Regions from separate parts of the Zea mays genome. Here all the other regions are linked to region 1. The links are chromatin contacts, called in public Hi-C maps. All regions are on one chromosome and are shown on one strand. Each heading gives the region's core, a stretch centred on a gene start, on an enhancer-like site or on the middle of the called end of the contact. The rest is flanking DNA. Distances are from core to core; before and after follow the strand shown.

The links. A called contact is a pair of places that touch in the nucleus more often than the background predicts.
Region 2: a contact with region 1 is called in a Hi-C map of ear, with 9 times the contacts expected there. The contact joins the promoter of LOC103625855 here to the promoter of LOC100276491 in region 1. A contact is called at or near these places in 6 of 25 Hi-C or Micro-C datasets (ear, endosperm, leaf and 1 more).
Region 3: a contact with region 1 is called in a Hi-C map of tassel, with 1.9 times the contacts expected there. The contact joins the promoter of LOC103625857 here to the promoter of LOC100276491 in region 1. A contact is called at or near these places in 2 of 25 Hi-C or Micro-C datasets (ear and tassel).

What each region holds. Positions count from the first base shown.
Region 1 is chr5:6,374,311-6,378,165 of Zm-B73-REFERENCE-NAM-5.0, reverse strand. LOC100276491 reads left to right here and starts at 1,992. Exons shown (of 2, transcript NM_001150265.2): 1 at 1,992-2,698. The coding sequence starts at 2,162.
Region 2 is chr5:6,527,365-6,531,316 of Zm-B73-REFERENCE-NAM-5.0, reverse strand. It overlaps LOC103625855 (dof zinc finger protein 4), which reads right to left and starts at 1,662. Exons shown (of 1, transcript XM_008646250.3): 1 at 177-1,662. The coding sequence starts at 1,469. The coding sequence ends at 330.
Region 3 is chr5:6,602,369-6,606,533 of Zm-B73-REFERENCE-NAM-5.0, reverse strand. It overlaps LOC103625857, which reads left to right and starts at 2,901. Exons shown (of 3, transcript XM_023300104.2): 1 at 2,901-4,165. LOC100281035 reads left to right here. Exons shown (of 6, transcript NM_001153954.1): 6 at 2,574-2,854. The coding sequence ends at 2,696.

The sequences.
Region 1 (3,855 bases), core at 743-3,242:
GACGCTGACCCCTTCTTTATCAAGTTGTTGCGGCTGATATTATTTCTAGTACTATATTTGATTTTTGCATTATTCTGTTGCCATTTATCGTTGTAAGCTAATTTATCTTTGCACGTATTTGTACTTTGGTTTTTGTGTTCCTGTAATTTTTATTACCAGACGGTCTTATTCTACACAGAATGGATTCTAAAATAATTGTTAATGTAAAACCAAGGAGACTATGTTCCTAATCAAGAACAAGGTGATGATTGATGAAGGACAAGGCATGAATGAGTTTTGTGACATTATTGTAAATACTTTGTTCAAAATATGAGGATGAACATTGTAATTGTGTAATTAGATGTATGTTTTCAATATAATTATGTGTTTATGTCAACAAAAATTATGTACTCCCTCCATCCTAAAACAATAGTCGTTTTAACTCTTAGTTTTTATGTTTATATTCAAATGGACAATGATGAATCTAGACATATGCAAAACATATGCATCAAGAATTGTATGAATCCACTAATTCTCTAAAACGACTATTGTTTTTTGGGACCGGAGGAAGTAAAAGAAATTTTGATGTGGAGCTACTGTGACTGTAGATTAATAATAAAGATCATGTATTAAAGCATTGAGATAGATAAAGAATGATGATAGACCTATGTGGTGTTGGAAGCAACGCATGCTACACCATTTTAAGGATTAGAAGAAGCTGGCAGGTCCCATGGAGACTAGAAGCTATTATCCTTCTAATCTGGTGCATTTGGAAAAGTAGAAATAATTGGGTGTTTAATGAGATCCCGCCCATGGTGGATGAATGTCGGGAAATGTTCAAAACAGAATTGCGTCTACTGTGTCACTGAGTCAAACTAGAGATAGGGGATAAAATTAGGACCTAGATTCAGTGCTATGTATTGTAATTTTTAGTTTACTTCCCTGTAATTGTTTTTCTATTTTTTATTTTGACTAAGCAATAAAAATACTGTAGGCCCTCCCTACAGTAATTTAAGCTTAAGAAAATCTTGTCTTTTTCATGGTCCTGCCACTTAGGGCCTGTTTGGGAATGCATTTTTGAAATACTGTAGTTTTGAGATACCATAGTTTACAATTGTACATGTCAAAAATACTACGGTATTGCTTTACCATAGTAAAACTACAGTATTGCTCAAAACCGAGATCTGTTTGGTTATATTGGAAAAACAAAGTATATGTAGAGAGAAAAGAAGAAAACCGAGGTCATGAGTGGAGTTTCGAAAACTCCAAAAATACCACAGTTTTGGGTAAACCATGGTATTTAAAACTGAGTTTTGACTATACAAACCAAACACCTTTTGAGCTCAAATACTATAGTATCATCAAATACCATAGTATTGTTTCAAAACTGCAAAAATACTACGATTCCAAACAGAGCCTTAGGGCCTGTTTGGGAATGTAGTTTTGAAATACTGTAGTTTTGAGATACCATAGTTTACAATTGTACATGACAAAAATACTACGGTATTGCTTTACCACAGTAAAACTACAGTATTGTTCAAAACCGAGATCTGTTTGGTTCTATTGGAAAAACAAAGTATATGTAGAGAGAAGAGAAGAAAACCGAGGTCATGAGTGGAGTTTCAAAAACTCCAAAAATACCACAGTTTTGCGTAAACCATGATATTTAAAACTGAGTTTTGACTATACAAACCAAACACCTTTTGAGCTCCAATACTATAGTATCATCAAATACCATAGTATTGTTTCAAAACTGCAAAAATACTACGATTCCAAACAGGACCTTAGTGTGTACGTTGGAGCTTTTGCGTCGAGGAATTTCGGTGCCAATCTCTCGTGCGTTGAGAGTCAGTGCACGCACCGAGGAGACATGGTCCCAATCAGCAATGTACAGCTATATAACACGTTCCCAATTGTCGCTGCTTCTGCAAAAGGCCAGCGGCGGCTCGGCCCAACTGCGCGAAAGGCCGTTTTGGGCTTGTTTGTCTTCCAAACAAGCCTGCCAGACGACCCGAGCATTTTATCAATCTCGCTCACCGGGCTCACACGTCAGCCTGTGCTTACGGCGTATACCACGAGCGCACCAACCACCACCACCATCCTCATCCTTCGCGAGGAGATCCCTTCGTCGGGGAAGAGAACCCGCCAGGAGACCTACCCTTCCTCAATCCTCCGACCCTCCATGGCCTCCTCCTCCCTGGCCCTCCCTCCAATCTCTCTCCTCCTCGCGCTGCTGCTCCTCTCCGCCCCCTCGCCGTCCGCCTGCGCCTCGCTTTCCTTCCTCACCGCCTCCTCCAACGGCTCCGCCTCCACCTCCGCCGACCCGGAGCTGGAGGACCTGGCCCCGGAGCCCACCTTCCTCGAGGAGGTCATCGACGCCGTCTCGGAGAAGTACGACTGGGATCCGGACGCCGAGGTCAGGGTCTGGCCGCTCGACGCCGGCGCCGTCCGCGTCGGCTCCGTGCAGCGGTACGAGTTCCGGGCGCGGGCGGGCGGGTCGGCGGCGCTGGCGCGGTTCTCCGACGAGGCCGTGGAGTGGAGACTCCCCTCCGCGCCGGCCGTCGAGGAGGTGGATGGGCCGGACGGGGTCGACGTCGTCCCCGCCGAAGGCGCGTTCGGGTTCGACACCGGCGTCAGGGACGTGGAGCTGGTTGGGCCGGTGGAGCTCAAGCTTGCTGGCAACCAGGACGGTAGCCTCGTCGAGCTCCAGTTACCTTCGGTGAGTGGATTGACTTTGACCTGTCGCTGTTCCCGATTTTGCATCCGATCCCGATCGGTTGCTTGCATGTTAGTTTTCGAGTAAAGGTTGGTGTAAAAGCTGTGTTAGCTCAAAGCTTTGATGGTTATGGTTCAACAGCTGAGTTGATTTAGCAGCAGCTATTACTGTTGAAGTATATCTGAACCTGTATATCCCCCACCCCAGTATTTAGTGTTGCTGATGACTTTATATTGTTTGTTTGTAGTAGTTGAATGTTAAATCAGTACGGACCCTTGTTTAGTTTGTTTTGTGTGTTCAACTTGTAGTGACACTTGGATAGCTTTGCCCAATTTTTTTATGCCATTGCGCATTGGTATGGTATTGTGTAGAATCAGAATTCAGCTTGATTCAAGGTGCTATTCTAACTTGTCTAAATTGGGGATATTAAGTAACGGACCATTGATGGTGAAGGTTAAGCATAGTGTAATAGATTGTGTTCATTTAAGTTTCAGTAGGTAATCATTGGTGCATGCTATATGGAAATTTGTCATTAATGAATACAGATAGATGGCAGTATTTGTAGATATTCAAATTAGGATGCTTCTGCCTTTTTTGTCCTCATTTTACTGATGCAAGTTTAGATAGATGGTGGTTTTCTTAGATAGAAGTGGATGTAACTTTCTGATTGTTTAAATTGGAACAAATGTAGCTCAATAAAAAAAACAAGATGGAACGACTGGTGACACATAAAATAAATGCTGTTTTTCTGGCTTGTCATGTACTGTGAGTATTGCTGGCTTTGCTGACTATAATGGAGAAGAGCATGAATAGGATAACAGGACATGGAGATCTGCTTTGGTTATGGAGTGAAGCCTATGGTTCTTTTTGGAGGGGTTTAAGTATTGCTGCAATGATCTTGCTATTATGTTTAGTCCCTTCCATTACCTGTTAAGAACTTCACGGTATTATTAATGCATAAAGCCATACAGGGGCAGAGGACCCACTGGCGGGGTATGACGCCCGCCATACATTGATTCCTCCTAAATAACCCTAGCGAATCACTTGACACTATCTCTTTTCTGCCATCCGGTGTCTTAGTTTACCATAGCTTTCTAGCGAAGCAACGAGAAAGAGAACAAACAGTTTTGGGCTATTATTTGGGCTTAAATGTACTAAAG
Region 2 (3,952 bases), core at 413-2,912, 150 kb before region 1:
TCGATTTTTATGGTATTTTGGTTTGATATACGATGAAAACTGATTATGATATCGAATACCGAACTTGTAAAAACTGAAATCGAACCGAACTAAAAAACAAGATTATGGTTGGTTTTCAGTTTATGGTAAAAAAAAGTGCCCACAAGAAGTTACCTAGCATAAGGATTCAGGCAAAATGCAACTTAAAGTTTAGGTTAAAAACCTCTGCTGGCTGCCAGTGCAGGCATACCATATACATGCATCATGAAAGCCAAATGGACGTGTTCAAAACACAGTCAAACGGCGATATAAAGCTACAGTACACTGAAGGCTGAAGTACTGATTACGTACTAGCTAGTGTTGTCTCGTGGGTAAACAGCCGCGTCGTCCGTACATGACCACATCAGGTTCGGGTTTGTCTCTCGAGGGAGCACGCCGTTGGGAGTGGGCAAGTCCGGCCACGCCACGGACATCGCCGCCGGTCCGGCCCAGTACTGCATCTCGGACGCGGGGAGGGAGACCGGCGGGAGGTCTAGCCCGACCGTGGCGCTGGCCAACGCAGCCGACACGCTCGACGCGGCTGGAGGGAGGGAGGCCAGCGCTGTGGTGCAGGGCAGGGGCGTGACGCCGGGGGCTGCAGCTTCGTACTCGTGTCCGCGTCCCGCGGCGCTGCTCACCACCGCGTGCAGCTGGTCGCTGTAGCAGCTTGCCGCCGCCGCCGACGATGGTGGGGGCAGCTTTAGCCGCCCGAGGCTTGACAGCACGTCGTGCTGGCCCAGCGGCCCCATGCCGAGCTGCGAGTCCATGCGCGGCGGCCACAGCGACGGCACCGTGCCACTGGCATTACTGCCGCCGGCGTCCGGCAGGACGTGGAGGGGCAGGTGTGCAATGGCGTCGAGGCCGAGGACCCTGTGCATGCTTCCGCCGCCCTGCACGCCCCTGGCGCTGTTAAGCAGCGCCATGAGCTGCGCCTGCGCGGCGGCCGCCTGCTGCGAGGACGCCCAGGGCCCGTCGAGGCCGGCGCCCGTGCCCATGCCCATGCCCAAGCCGACGCCGAGGCCCAGGGACGGCGCGCCGCCCACGGCCTTGCAGGAGACCGCGGGCTTCGTCGCGACGGGCGTAGGCATGGGGCGCGGTCTGCGGCAGCCGCCGCCGATGGGGACGTTGCGGAGCGCGCCGCCCTTGGTCCAGTACCGGCGGCACGTCTTGCAGAAGTGGCGCGGCTGGGTGAGGTTGTAATTGTTGTAGTAGCAGAACTTGGTGTTGGAGGAGTCGCACCGGGGGCACCGCAGAGGCGTCTGCTCCGCTCTTTGCCCCTGCGGCGACGACGTTGCGGCCGCCGTCGACCGCTGCTGCGCGGACGAGCGCGACGACGTGGGCGACGGGTTGGAGACGACGGGGTGCAGCAGCAGGGGCAGAGACGCCGGGTTCACGTCGTTCACTCTCTTGAGCTGGTCCATGGCGGCCCCGACGAGCAGTTCTTGGATCATGGTGGTGGATGGCAATTACTCAAGATCAAAAAGGCTTCTTGGAACAGAGCAGAAGAGTCTGGGTTCTTTCTTGGAGATGGCAAAGGTGGAGTGGAGTGATTGCTTTCAGGTTGTAGCTTTGTGGTTTGAATCAGAGGATGAGGGCTAGCTAGAGATGGCAATGGGGACCCGATCCCCGATTCCCCGCGGGGAATTCCTCTATTAGGGGACGGGGATGGGGAAATTTCTTCCCCCACGGGGATGTAAACGGGGAAAATTTCTCCCCCGACGGGTAAACGGGGACGGGGATGGGGAAGCATTCCCCATCCCCGTTCCCCGTGGGGACCCGTTAAACTTACATGTAATGATGTTTTCATATAATAGTTAATGATAAAAAATAAATAATTATCTTGCCAAGAGATCATTAGTTGTACAAATACGTTTATTTTAATGTACACATAATGATTTTTACATCTAACAATGTGTATAAGTGAAAATGTTTTACATTAATAACAAATGAAGTACGATCTAATTATAATTTAAGCGGGGACGGGGATCCCCGATGGGGATTTATCCCCGCGGGTAACGGGGATGGGGAAGAAATGTCCCCCGCAAGCGTTTGTGGGGATCCCCGCGGGGAAGTTTTTTCGTCGCGGGGACGGGGATGGGGAGCTAAAACCCGACGGGGAATTCCCCGTTGCCATCCCTAGGGCTAGCTGGGGGTGGCGTAGTGGTATGGTACACATAACGCATTACACACATACACTGGGTTGTGGCGGTTTATAAAGACGTCGGTCGGACCGTCGGAGGCGGGAGAGGAGAATGGTCCTGCCATGCCATGCCATGCCATGCTATGGATTGCATCGAATTGAGCTAGAAGGCTAGCTGCCGCTTTGTTCGTTTTTCCGTGTGCCTTGGCTTTACTTGTCTCTGTTCAGAAACCAAGGCTTTTGTCTTGACGTGTGATTTACCTTGGACACTTTGTTGGCTGCAAGTGAGGTACTACCACTACCAGGTTTTTGAGGGGGGAATGTTAAGCAGGAGGGACGTGGCCCGTGGGGACCGCCACAAGTTCCTCGGAATGATGGATGTGGTAGGGTTTCACTTCACAGTTCGGAACGCTGCCGTGTTCTAGTTCCAACTGACCTACCTGTCTCCCGTTTGGGGCCTCTGTTTTGTACCCACATGAAGGTGGCCATTGTTCACTTTTGCCCAATAATGTAGCCTAGCTAGCTAGTAGTAGACCCCAATTTAATTTACAGGATGCATGGTTTATTACCACACATACAGATACAGTCCTTTGAAATTCAAGAAGCATGCAGTTTTTTTTTTCCCGAAGGTAGGGCCTGCCCGGCAGCGTGTGATCATGGCGCTCCAATGCAGAGGCCGGAGCACTACGAGTTGTTGTTGCTGTTGGACAAGGGAGATCAAATCAACCCATGAATTTTATAGTTAATACGCCGAAAGGAAAAGAACAGCAATGGAGACGTGGAGAGGATTCCGCATTCCCCAATCATGCAGTCAAATGCCCACAGAAGCCAAAGGGCGCCGGAGGAGCCACAGACCGCGAGAGTACTCCGCCGGCCACAGCAGACAGTGACAAGTTAAAAATGCTTTGAACAGGAGCATCACTCTTCACTTGCCACTCGTGTTGCATTCGGGCACGTGTGGTGTGCTACTCCCTCTGCATGAACAAGCTCTGGAGTACTTGCGAAACCAAGTTCATATGCAGCAACTATTCAGTTATACATACTCCAGCTCCAGCACAGGCCACACGGTTCCAAAGGGATTTGACAAGGATTTCTACGCCAAACATGGTACACTAACTATCCGGCGGAAACGACCGCGCGCAGCCGAACGTGTGGTAACAGGAACGAAACGCCGCCGAGACGACGTTGGAGGCCTTGAGCCCAACAAAACAACTACCGGTTGTACTTGTGGGTGGAAGCAAGTCGTCGGCACGTGTTCCGGATGACACGAAAGCCGCAATATGTGCACCAGTACGATCAAAAGCTATGAGTTTGTACAAGGGAAACTAATCAGACTGGAACGTGGAAAGGTGCGTGGGTGTGCGGGTGTGTGTGTGTGTCATGATGGAAAGGACAAAGGAGAGGGCTCTTGGGGACAGACGGAGGAAGCGGTAGAGAGAGAAACATGATATATATATATATATATATATATATATATATATTAAAGCTGTGAGCAAAGAACCACTCGTAGTCGTCCATGTCAGCTTTAAAAACGCCATTCGAATGATACTACGTCAACGACAAGGAATCACAACAATCGCAAGGGACCCGCACCGCAGCAGTAGAGGAATTTCCTTCACTCAGACTCTCTTCAACGGTGGACGCTAGCGCCCCCTCCCCTCTCTGTGACGGCTACAGGCCTCTCCCTACCGCTACAATGGTGCCCCCTAGCTCTGCTACAGTGCTAGCGGCTGGTGGGTGCGCACGCTACATCAAGGGATACCACAAGTGCTCCCCTTGCCTCGGTTTGTGTGT
Region 3 (4,165 bases), core at 1,652-4,151, 230 kb before region 1:
TCAAAACCCTTACAGTACTGGCGGTATAGCCTTATCAGTTTCAACTTTCATTTCATGGGCTACAGCCCAATGAAATTGTATCTGCAAGTGTTAGTGTACCATTAATCATTATATGGTTCTTCTGCAGCCTCATGCCTTATGTCACTTGTTAGACATTCAAATAAGTGGTGAAATAACACAGAAGACTGATTGGTCTAGGTAGAGGAATTCACCCTTTTCAGATATGCTGAGAGGTTGTCTTCTCAAATAGTCACTGAATAGCCAAACCCAAACCCTTGTGTGACATTGTTTTGAATTATTTGTGAGAAGTAGTATGCCTCATGTCAAGGGCGTCGGCGCCCAAGACAGCGGGGCCTCGACTACGGAGTTCGTAGCCTCGACCGATAATGGCGTCGGGATTTTTGCCCGGCAGCCCGATGGTGAAGGAGGTGAGATTTGAGAGGCAAAGGAGGGGAATGAGACAAATAATTCTTGCTTACTTTATTCAATCACCTGCCAACATTATATAGCCTGGTTCCCTAACAAACTCCTGCTACTTATCCTATTATCTAAACAAACACCTGCTACTTATCCTCTTATCTACTTATCCTCTTATCTAAACAACCCTAATACTTATCTCCTACTTTCTAGCCATGCTTATCTGCATGCTAACTTCCTCCCTTAGCGCCTAAGCCTTTGCTGCCGGCGTTTGTTGCTTCTGACCGCGCGATCTGCACTGGTAGTGGTGGCCCTACATGACATCATGATTGAATAATGTAGGCATTTGTTGTCATATACTCCCTCTGTCCTTAAATAAATCAACTTCTGGAGTTGTCCTAAGTCAAACCTTTTTTAATGTTTGACTGAACATATAGGAAAAAAACTAATATTTATGACACAAAAAACAAAATTAGTATAGTTAGATATGGCGTGAAATATATTTTCATACTATACTTATTTTTGGTGTCATGGATGTTAGTACTATTGTATAAAATTGGTCAAACTTAAGAAAGTTTGACTCAAGATAACTCAGTTGATTTATTAAGGGACGTAGACAGTGTATTGGAACAGTCAAGGAACATCAGCTCAGTAGCATCACAAAGATCAAATCTTAGGAAGTAATGTTGCAATGGGTTATGTTCTCATATATAATATCAGGGGTGTTTCTGCAGATGCATTGTCATTAGGGTGTCAGCCACAAGGTAGGAATGGATCCATAGTTTTCAATGCGTCGCTTAGGGCCTAGGCGGTAAGGCGAGTTGGGGAGGTAAGGCATCCTCCTCACCTTGCTCTGGAACCTAAGGCGTGGGTGGGAGCTGCAGCGCGGCAGGGAGAGAGAGGGAGGGTTAGTTGAGCTTAACCTAATTTTAATGGGCCAGCTGGGCTGTTCCTTTTCTTTTCGTTATCCTTTTTTCTCTTCTTTTATTTTTTTGGCGTAACACTTTCTCAAATATCAATAAATTTTTCTATTTTTAAATATATTTAAGGCCTCGCCTTATGCTTTGCCGCTTAAAAGATATGTGGTGTGTGTGTTAGGGGGGGGGGTCAGTCGCCTTACCGCCTTAAAAACAACTATGATTGCATCCCTTGTCTCCCTAAGCTATACATAGGCTGGTTAGGATATGCACTTCTCGATTTTTGTTTTTCTTCTAATTCATTCCTTTTTGTGTGTGGGAAATGGACTACTTTATTTATTGTTCAGAAAAACTAAATTTGTTTTCGAGTAAATTTGTAATACAGAACGGTGCTTCTGGCCGCCACAGTGCACGATGCATCGTACATCTAGCAAATTGAACTAATTCATCTAGCTATTGCACTCACTTAAAATTTATCTGGAAGGTGATGGGTTGAAAATGCCACACCACTGTGATCTGATTCTCCATTGATGTCAAATGACACATCGGTACAACACTTGCACAATCCAACTCAAGTTTAGTCAAGTTTCTGCATCCATTCCGCAGCCAACTGCAATGTTTCTCAAGAAGCTATACATTCTACTTCCTCAGCACAAGAACACTCACTAACTGCTCAGGTTGAAAGAGCTATCTGTTGATCATGGTGAAGGACTATTATACCACCACTTGCATCTCATCGTGATGAAGTGATGAGCTCCATGTCCATTCACCTTAATCCATTCCACGTATTCAGAGGTCCAATGCAAGATGAAAATTTATGTTTGCAGTGTACCACAGACAATTAAACTGCTAACTAGTTGATCTTTCGAAAAGAAAAAAGGCGAATATATTGTATTATTTGCATTTTCCTCTCTTTTGGGTGCTGCTTTCCAGTCAAGCAATTTGCAAAACATTTCAAATCGAACAAATCTGGGCTGGAAAATCAAGGCACTGATTGAGTTGAACAAATCTGGCCCTGGATTTTTCCAGTTTCCCTGTTTTTTTCGCTCACCATTTGTTCACGTATCGCATGTGCCTCAGAATTATTTGGAGTTTATGGTCATTGAGATTAATCCTGTGGAATTAGTAGTAAGGAAGAACCAATTAATCCTGTCATTATGTTTCCTATGTCTTGTGCTTATTCCTTCAAATAATATCAATTCTGCTTTTTAATTGCTTTCGTCCTTTCTATGGTGGTAGGATCCTTCTGACCGGAGGAAAATAATCTGCGATGAGAAACTGAAGGACCTATTAGGAGTTGAAACGTTCACCGGCTTTACTGTTTCAAAGCTGCTTGCCCCCCATTTTACCAAGACGAAGTAGCAACCCGCCATCCAGATCTTCTAAACCCCCAAAAGGCTGGGTGATCATGTTTTGCAGAATGTGTAATCATGGAACAGTTAGGAGCTATGTGAGTGGTGTGAAATTTTTTTACATGTGGGAGTCGGTGGCACTTTCCGAATGTTACCAGTAAAGTAGGTTCCTCGATGTCTAATGAATCTATCAACTGTTTACTAACCGTCACGCCCTCCGAAAACTGTTTATCTGTGTGGCTTGTAGTGCGTTCTTTCTGAGTTTATGGGCCACCATTTTCATGCTCAGGGTTGCGGATGATGTTGTCTGGTCTTCCTCAGATGACTCTTATAGTGGACAAGAGGCCGGAAAGGCAAAGGGGAGCACTAACGCATGTCTCTTAGGATTTCCCGGTTTTCCACTTCTCAGTGAATCTTTCATCTTTCTAGCTCCTGATATGGATGAAGTTTGCAGCAGTAGTGCAACCGCTTTTTGCTGCCTCTTCCCAGTGACTTGAGTTCTGAACTGGTTGCTTTGCTCCTCCATTTGTTTAGAAGACAACGGTTATATATTGTGTGGGTCACCTAAACTGCAGCTGTTTTTGTCATGTGGGTCGCATGGCAAAGTGGGTCAATGCGGCCACGCAATTTGCGCTGTTTCCTACTGGTACCATTTGACGGATAGTTCAGTTTCTTTCTCGGTTGTCGTGGTCAGATACCGGGAATTTTCGGTTGCAAGGGGTTAGGGTAGGTACACATTGAACGAGCAGAATGTGAATCAGGTAGGGTCGGAGTCTGTTTTTAACTGGTGGAGATAATCTTTAGGACTTGTTTAGTTGCATCGAAAGGTTGGAAATGATTAAATAATCCCTCCTTAGTCAACAAACAACAATTGTGCAATCCAATCTTCAACTCTTTCTTCATGGTTCATTTGTATTTTATTTATTCTCTTGGTCGGATTTCTTCATAAATTTGCTGCGAAGCTTAGCTTACATAAACTGCCGGAAGTCTCGTGTGACGCTAGCATCATGAACGGGCAGGTTTCTCATGTTTGCTGGCGATTTGAGTGAAGCGAGCACCCAAAAGCCGCCCCACTTTTCTGGTTCTCTTGTGAAAGCCGATGGTAACATTTCCGAAAGCGAGCGCAGTCAGGCAGCCGAGCAAGAGGCACAGCGACGGCCCAGTCGAGCTACACGGGACTCTGGCCCGCGTCGCGTCGTGTCGGTGTCCATCGCTAAAGATTAGGCAGAAAGATAAGGATAGAGTGAGTCATAGAGCGCAGGTCGATGTGCTGGTGCGTGCGAGACTTGGTGGGGAAAAACTGTTTTTGTTTGTTTGTATGTTTGTTGTAACAACACCATCTACGTACGCCTTTTCATAGCCAAAGCCATGAGACCTCAACTGCTACGCTCCTATTCCTTGAGTTGCCTACGCATACTAAGACTGTCTCCAACCATGCTACCTAAAATTGGAGATGTATTCAGTAATCTGCCTCGCGCC